Regions from separate parts of the Zea mays genome. Here region 1 is linked to region 2. A link is a contact called in public Hi-C data. All regions are on one chromosome and are shown on one strand. The core of a region is the stretch at or near the end of the contact, and the rest is flanking DNA. Distances in the headings are between cores, read along the strand shown.

Region 1 (4,619 bases), core at 795-3,294, 210 kb before region 2:
GAACCAAACCTCGGTAAAACAAATCACCGTGTTCATCCGCTTTATTTCTTGGTTCATTTGTTTTCCCCCTCTCTCCCGGACTTAATATTCATTCTAACGCTAACCCCGGCTTATAGTGTGTGCTTAAGTTTATAATTTTCAGATTTCGCCTATCCACCCCCCTCTAGGCGACTTTCAACCACACTATGATTGTGAGACTCCATGGCATATTCTTGAACCAAACAAGGATTCAGAAATATGAGATCCTCGTATCCCTATTTTTATGCAATATAACTGAAGGAAATCTAGCCTATCGTTAGGTAATAAAGATGACAGGTTACATTAAGAGCCTGGACGCACTTGGTTTTACTCTTCTTGATAAGCTAGCTATAGACGTGATCCTCTAGTCTCTTTGTCCAAGCTTTGAGCCTTTCATTTTGAACTTTTACATGAATAACATGGAGAAGACCTTCGCTGGTATGCTTAAGATAGCCAAGTAGAGCATTAAAAGAACTCTAATCATGTGATGATGGTTTAGAAGGATAGCAAGAGGCAAAAATACTTTAGAAGGGCAAGGCCAAGGCTAAAGATGAGATCTCAAAACCAAATGCAATGCCCAAGTGTGGCCCTTTGCAAACTTGGGTGTTGGTCTAAGAAATGCACGATATACTTGGAAGAAAAGAAAAAAAAGGAAAGTGAGACTTCTACTTTAAGTATATATGTTATTAAAATTAATTTTATTATTTACTCAAGTGATCATGGGTATTTGATACTGGATCGATGATTCATACATGCAAATCATTGTAGGGACTAAAAATGCCTAGAAAATTTGCAAGAAACAGAGTTGAATATGTGCGTTGGCAATGGAGCAAAGGTTGTTACACTGGCCACTGACATTTATCATTTTCATTACGCTCAACATCAATTTTGTAATCAAATAATTATTATTATATTCTAGCTTTATGTAAGAACATTATATCTTCTTCATGTATAGAGAAAGATGATGGTTATAAGATAATAATTAAGAACAAATGTTGTTCCATTTATTTGAATAACATGTTTTATGCACTATTTGGGACTTGTCAAAATTCTGAAATAATAACAACACGACAACATGATTAAATTATTATATCCTCCTCCCTTTCGAAGGTTGCGAGGGGAGGTGTGGTCCGGGTTTCATAACATTCTTCATAAATACGTGTGAGAAGCTTATCCTTCAATCAATAAAATATGATTTCATAAAATTAATCAACAGTACAAAGCTCATGTGTTCATATGTATAAATAATTAAAGACATAGAGTACACATGTACATTAAAGGAGTTTATTTTTAACACGTAGGCTTCAGCGTTGTTATACCTTTAGAGTCTACCTAGAGGCGAGAATGCTACAGAAGTGATGTTTGTGAATGGTCGACACCTTTATCTAACTTAGATTCCGATGACTTAGACAAACTTATCTAGAGTTTGTCCAACTAATGTAAATCATAGTTCTTCACTTCTTTGCTTCATCCAATTCAGATTCTTGTTTCGGCTCAAACTCGGTTTCAAATGCACATTTTCTAAAAATATAAATATCTAATCCTTCTAAGGTGCTCAAGTATGTTCCTAATGGCATTTAGAACTTATCCAAACTTATGAACTCCTCAAGGTTTATCTTATCCAAAATATGACCTTCCAAGCCTTGATTTAAGCTAATTGTTGTACTTAGTACTTCAATTTGATTCTTATAAAACTAATTATATAGATGATGACTAAAAGATGAGATAAATTTATTAAACCTAATTAAGCTTATATTAAATACTTACTAATTAATATTTAAATATTTGATTTGACACGAACTAAGCTTTAGTTAGGGAGCTAAACTTTAGTTAGGGGAACTAAACTAAATTTCAGAAGATTTACCTTTTCAGAATCGAGAACTTGTACCAGACAAGCTCTGTTTCTCTTTCCTTGAGTTAAGGTTGGTATTGATTGTCGCCTTTGACCTTTTGTTCCTCTCTCGATCGAGGACATTGCATCTCAGACATCGCATCCAGGCGCCTCGCTGTCCATGTGATCGGGAAGTATGAACAGACCAGGAGTACAGGAGAGAGAAAGGGGACAACTATCCTTTTTGTCAATTTCCTTTCCTTTCGTGTTGTTGATTAGTTGCACGAAAACTTTATAGCTAGGTTATATTTTTCAGCTGATATATATAGGAAAACGTGGACAGTCCCTTGGTTGAATCTTTTGAAGAATTTATATATATCGTGATGCCGTTCGAGCTCAAATATGATTTGTTTCCCAGCTACCAAGATCTATCAATGGCCGACGCATTAGGATCGATGGCAAATTAAAGACGTAGTCAAAACGATGATATGATTGATAGGTGTTGTTGATGTCAAGACTCGACCACGGTCACCGAGATGGTTAGTTAGTGTATTTGGTAGGTACAGTACACAACAAGATGCCTCCAAATAAATAAAGAAACAAAGAAAGAAAAAAGAGCCAGGTTGAGATCGAGTTGGTGCAGTGCTGTTGAGGGGTTGCTATCACCTTTCAGCACTCTTGCTCGCTTTGTTATTCCACCTAGCAACAGAAGCTCCCCGTCCACTGTTACAGTCATTCGCTTTATCAGTGGGTAATTATATGCCCACGTACAATTTAAATGTCTTCAAATTTTACCTGGTCCTGGAAGAGTTAAGTGACAACTTCAGTTTATCAGTGAGTGAGAGAAAAATGCATGTTCCATTCATTTTTTCTTCAGCAGTTTGAGGATAAAAAAACGGATATATACTCGATCCAAGAGAAAAAAAAACAGATTTCTGTATATGATTGGTGATAGGCTGACGCTGATAGCGGATAGCCTTCAGCCGGAAGCGTGCAGGCTGATGAGTGACATAGGAATGAATCGATGCGTCTTGCTCAAGCAAGCAAGAAACGTACATATAGACTTTTGGTTGCCTACACATGATCTCATGCCGTCCAGCAGGATCTGTCGCTTCACTTGTCAATCCAAACAGCAAGTTGATGTGTCTCTCACAATCTTATCTAGCCAACTATTTCCCCAACTGCATGCACCAACTCGTTCGATGCTAGCTTGCCTACAATGTGCAGCGTAGCTGGCGGCTCCGTTCATATCTTAATTGACCCTAATTTCACGCCCCTTCATATCTTGGACCCTATCATCCCTTATATATCTAGTTTCTGAACATTGTCATCGTCCCTTCCTATCCTGATTCGCCGGATCATATCATCAGCAACATATTAATTGTGAACGCATCCTGATGTATATCCAGTGATAGATGCACATGTAGGAGACCACATACATGGCCTTAGAGTGTATTGAAATGGATTGAGATGAATTTTAACTTGCGATGAATTTAAATCGACTCAATACCACCTAATTCACATAGATTAACGATGAAATGAACAAGCCTTAACTATAGAAAAATCACATTAGATAAACGTGAACAAGGTTGTTTGCTTCAGCTTAATGTCAGTTGTTCGGACTGCTGAAAGCTGCAATTAATAGAGGCAAACCTTGTGGATTGACACGACGACACTATATATGTATTATTAGATCTAACCACAATGCCAAATTGCCCAGATCCATGGATATATTCAGCTGATGAGCTGGAGTTGCCGGCTTAGCTGCATGCGGCCAAACTATGAGGGGTAGTCTCATGGTTCTCAATTGCTGTGGTGGTGGTATTCTCTGTCTTCGGGTTGGGACTTGGGAATGCATGGCAGCCTGGAATGCCGGCCGGACCCCACGTGGAACTAGCTAGCTGCACATGGAACTACTGTGCTTACCGTTCAGACATGCATCGGCTCATGCTGTACTGGTACTGGCCGTACTGCTGTCTCTTGAGCATTTCACGTTCTTGGACTGAATGTTCATCTTCGTACCTTTCCGGCAATATATTTGATCCAATCTTGATTTGCCATGTGCTGCGAGATACTTGAATATATTTCTTAATTTAAGATAAGGTTCTTATAATATATGATTACAAGACTTTGAATTCTCGTCATCTAAAGGCACCTCGGGCCAGCTAGGGTACCCAGCCACATACACATTGGCACAACTCTTAGGACTCATTTGGGACCAAGAGAAATGGAGCGGATTGAATAGACCAAAATCCTTTAGAGCTAGTTTAGAAACTGAAATTCCCTTCGGGATTGAAGAGGATTGGAGAGAAAATTAGTTAATTTGCACCTCAATCTCTTTCAATTCCGAAGGAGGTTTGAAGTTCCCAAAGTAGTCCTTACTATTTAAAATTGAATAATAAGAGCAACTCCAAAAGAACGTGTAAACTAACCCCAAAACAGATATTAGTCGAGAATAGTGGTTTTTCTTACTCCAACAGCTCCCTCATTCTTCCCAAAAAATTAGCGTCCCGCATCCACAACCTCCTCTCCCTCATATTTTGGTGTGTTCCATCCCTCCCCAATCCATTCCTCAACATATAAGATCATCCACGGCCTCCCGACGACGACTGTACAGATTGCGCCACATGTCACATTTAAAGAAACTGTTGGAGTACCCATCATAATTCACTCTTAAAATTTTTTAGCCTACTCTTAATAATTATTTTTTGGGGTAAAATTTTTAACATCTTTTTAGAGTTGCTCTAAGGGATTTTAACCCACTCAATAC
Region 2 (4,593 bases), core at 1,812-4,311:
GAACTATTAGCTAGGATTTTTGGATGTTTCAACTAATTTTAGCCACTAACTATTAATTTTAGTGCATTCAAACACCACTTTAATTAGGGCCTGTTTGGCATGGCTCTAGCTCCTGATTCTAGGCGAGGATCCGGAGGAGCCGTGCCAAACAAGTGTTTTGTGAACTGATTCTCACGTGGAGTAGGAAGGATTAGGAGTCATTTTTGTATAGAAACGTGGGAGCTGAAAAAACCTGCTCCACCCTCCCTCAAAACAGCTCCTCAACCAACCAAATATGAACCTTTCCTCAATGTTTGCCCAAAATTACCCGCAATTGCCATTAAAGAAACAACGACACCCCATGGTGCACAACCTGCACAGCGCCTGACCCTCCCGCGACCTCCTACCTCCTCTCGTCGTACGACCGGGAGCGTCGGCTAGGGTTTCGCCCAGGTCCGACGCCTGTTCTCCAAAGTCTGCGTTCATCTCCGAGGCCCGCGGCAGCCACCCACCCACCAGCCCTCTTGTGGCATCTCTGTTGTCCAATTCTCATGTGGCCTGCAGTGGCTCCTCAGTCCGGTGAGCGGTGAGTCTGGCGCTAGCATTCACTGTCCATGCCATCTCGATCGTGTGACAAGCTTGGCTTGTCTAGCTCAGTTGCAACGTGCTGTATTGGTTGAGCAGCTTCGAGTACAGAGAATTGAGCGTCACATTTGTATTATTGCTTGTAAAGCACATTTAGTGTATGCAAGACGGAATAGAAAATTCTTCTAAAGATGTCAACTAGACAAGAATCAGTTTACTTGCCAAACGGTTTTAAAAATGATTCTGATTCTCCAAGAGAATCAGAAGGATCAACTCCTTAGAATGATCGAGATCTAGAGCTAAAGAATCAAGAATTGGAGTTGTACTAAACGGGCCCTTAGACTTTACAGACGGGATTGGATTTTTGCTCCACGAGAACCCAATTACCCAACCATTGCCATCCCTCGACATTAGCCTATCCGAACAAAAAACGTGGGAAAATTCCCGCCACTCTCAAATGGTGAAATGGAGCAGTGGCTGGCGCTGTTCCGCCACCTCCTCACCTCCCCCGCCGCCAACGCCGCCGCCTTCTCCTCTTCCCCTTCCTCTGGAGACTGCCCCAGCGCGCCTCCTTCGGCCGCCGCGCTCCTGCGCCTCCTTCTCTCGCCAGCGCCCACGCTCCCGGCCTCCGACCCCACGGCCGCCATCCTCTTCCAGACCCTACCTCCCTTCCTTCAGTCCCAGGCGCTCTCCTTCCTCGTCTCCTCTGCTGGCCTCCTCGATCCGCACCTCCTCCGTACCCTCGCAGCCCGTGTCCTCTCCGCTCCACATGGCCTGTATGGACTATGGGTCCTCCGCGGCGCCCGTCATCTGATCGACGGATTGCCTGAAGAGGAAGGCGTCCCTGGTGTTGCCTCCGAGGAGTTTATCGATGGGTTTCACGATCCGCCAACGTGGCTTCAAGAAGCGGGCGCGCGGGCGCATCCGGTCTTGCCGTGGCTCCCTGTTGATTGCCGGAGCTTGATGGGTAGCGGGTGCGGGACCCGTGCTGGTCGTGGCGGTGAGTATGGTTCGGACGGGATTGGGTTGGAGAACTTGGTGTTGGTGCAAAACGAGGACGTGGAGATGCAGGAGGCTGGACGTGTTCTTCCTCCTCAAGCTCCTCCGCTTGAGGACTCAATCATGCAGAGAGTCGTGGCTCTGCAGAAGGAGATTGTGACAGTGGAATCTGTCTTGGCGGCCCGGCGGGTGGCGAAGGATTTGCAGGACCTTTGCGTTGAGTCCAGGAATGCTGCAGGAGTGCTTAGCTTAGTACAGCCGTGGGAAGCTGACGATGACACTCTGAGGGTCTTGCTTTCCAATTTAGTGCTTGAGGAAGATGGGGTGGATGGAAAAGGACCAGCACTTGTTCTGTGTTCTGTTTTCTTACCACAGTTACTGGAGCTTCAAAGACCAGCTTCATCCGTTCTCCTTTCCACTGCATTGGGTCTCTGCAAGCGCCACCCAGCTGCAGCACTGGAAGCTGTACTCTTTCCACTGGTTCTTAGAAAGGGCGGCCTAAATGTTCCCCAGTGTGATGTGTTAACACGTATTATCAAGGAATGCATGCATCCACTGCAAGTTACTGCTTTCTGCCATAGGCTGCTTTCAGGAAAGGAGCAAGAGAGGAAACCAATCTGTATGCCTCAGCATATGGAGAATATCGGTACTCATTTGGTGTGGACGGAATCTCTGTTTGCACTATTTTACAACATTCTTAGTCAAGATATTTACTTGACACCAAGCACCGTTAATGAGCTAATTTCTGTGATTGATGACCGGGCATCAGAGTTCCCGAGGTCATTGAAATTTGGCAACTTTCTGCTGTGCTTCTTATCAAAGTGTTGGCATGAATGTAAGCATCAGAGGGTTTTACTTGAGAGAGCTGCCAAGAGAACCAACACTTTCCTTACTAAAGCTATATTGGCGAAACTGCGCCCTGCCAGTTGAAATTATATTTCTAAAGCATTTAAATTTGAACAACTTGTGAGTCTCATTTCTACTCAGAAATATGACGATTTAATTTTCTTTGAGGGTATGTTCAATTTTATAGTACTACTATGCATGCATTGATTTAACATCTACTAACTTCAAAACATACAGCTCGTTAGTTCATAAACCATGCAAACTGAAGATTGGTTCATATGCAAAGCAACTAACTTATTTTTGTGTATATGTTAATTCTTAATGTTTATAAGATTCTTAATTAAATAATAGCAATGTCATCAATGTTTTCATATCGTCTCATTAATAGCGATTAATTGACTGATCACAATTGTGCACTCGATCGATAAACAATAGCGACACAATCAGAGTGATTAGAAACCTGATCATCCGATTAATCGTCATTTAATCATGATTAGTCGTTCGATCAGGTCGCGGACGATCAGTTTGCCCGCGTTTGGGAATTTTCAATTTCGGCCCACTTCGTTTTTTGTTAGCATTCATATTGGACCAGTGCAACCCACTTGACCTTTCCTATACGCAGAGCTTAGCCCACACACGAGAGTAGTAGAGCATCACATAGCCTGGAGATTGAAGAACCCTAGACCAGACACTAGAGCAGTAGAGCACAGAGACAGCGGTGCGCCATCGGCGCCCCCTCCTTGGTCCCCAGTGTGCCCACTCCTTGGTCCTACAGTAGCTGACCTCTTCTCCGCAGACCTCGACTCCTTGTTCACCGGTGACTTGCCTATAGTGCTCATGTGTTGGGTGCGCCCCGTCATGGAAGCTGTGGGCTGTGCTCATATCACTCCCCAAGTCCCTAGACCCTAGTCCTCGTTGTGAATTTGTGATCCGAGTCCCTAGTCCCCAGTCATGTCACCTGCAACTTGCTCGATTTAGAACTTAGGATTCAGAAGGCGATTAATCGGGCTGATTGCTCCTCTAGCGATGAGAATCGATTAGCCATTCTGAAAACATTTTAATGACATTTTCATAATTAACATGACATATCACTGTTTGAAGAAACCCACATGTTACATTTTTTTTTGATAAGAAGATTACCCCATTTCTATATTTCCATAACAGAAATATAGTAAAGTTTAGACAAACTGTCCAGGATAACCTGCAGCAAAAGAAACCTACTCCTGCAAACTCACTACAACATAAGTTTATCTATCAATCTGAATGTCACCCCCGGATTTGAGAAATTTGCTATTTTGCCACTCTCAATTTTGGCTGTCTGTTATTATGCCATCCTGTGTCTATGACTGGTGGGACCGTCTGTGTCTATGATTTGTGGGTCCGATGGCATATTGGCGAAGCCCACAAATGATAATGGCAAAATTGCCAATGGCTCCCCCGGATTTAGGAGGCCAAACCCGGGCGAATGTCAAATGTGTGATAGAATCAAGTCTCACACATATGATGAGTCATGGTACAAAAACGGATGTCACATCTTTTACTATATAATATGAGTTCTATACAAAATAACTAAATAATTACATCATACGAAGACAATAATCCAGCAATCTAAGTTGACTGAGAGGCGGCGGTCTAGACCTCTCACAAACTCATCACAACATCCTTCATGCTCCTTATCTTGGGTACCTATTCTTGACCTGAGGGATGTGAGTACAACAAGGGTGAGGTCACATTCGTTGATCGCTCAACAAGTTGTGGGGAACAATGTGGATGAGCTCACTTACAGTGGGGCTCATGTGAAGTGTAAGACTTACCAAAGGAGATAGTTAAAGCTGAGCATTGCTTTTAAAGTTGGTCAAAATTTTATTAGCAGTTACCAAGTATAATTAGATACCAACCCAATTAAATAAGATATCACAATTAATAAAAACACCCACAATACAATGCATACGACAAATTTAGTTTCATAAATTACTAATGTGAGTGTCCGAGCCGCTCATTACCGTGAGCACGACTAATATACCAGTTTTGCACTCTACAGATGTTGTGTATCTTTACCTACAAGGCGTGTTTCCTGATTAGCCAGGGTTAGCTAGATCCTTAGACACTTCCAAGGTGAATGACTAGGGATCCACTGCGAGGCCTTTCCAAAGTTCCACTAGTTTAAGAAAACCTGCTACAGAT

The links. A called contact is a pair of places that touch in the nucleus more often than the background predicts.
Region 1: a contact with region 2 is called in a Hi-C map of leaf, with 4 times the contacts expected there. The contact joins two enhancer-like sites. A contact is called at or near these places in 2 of 25 Hi-C or Micro-C datasets (leaf and tassel).

Annotation. Positions count from the first base shown.
Region 1 is chr9:85,815,942-85,820,560 of Zm-B73-REFERENCE-NAM-5.0, forward strand. No RefSeq gene overlaps it. Among protein-coding and RNA genes, the nearest start is that of LOC103638620, 6.5 kb to the left of the region's middle. Within about 2 kb of position 2,045, at least 10 of the 20 cell types and tissues checked have an H3K27ac peak or open chromatin away from gene starts, as enhancers often do. A contact at or near this core is called in leaf, where this site is marked.
Region 2 is chr9:86,026,745-86,031,337 of Zm-B73-REFERENCE-NAM-5.0, forward strand. No RefSeq gene overlaps it. Among protein-coding and RNA genes, the nearest start is that of LOC100274875, 100 kb to the right of the region's middle. Within about 2 kb of position 3,062, at least 13 of the 20 cell types and tissues checked have an H3K27ac peak or open chromatin away from gene starts, as enhancers often do. A contact at or near this core is called in leaf, where this site is marked.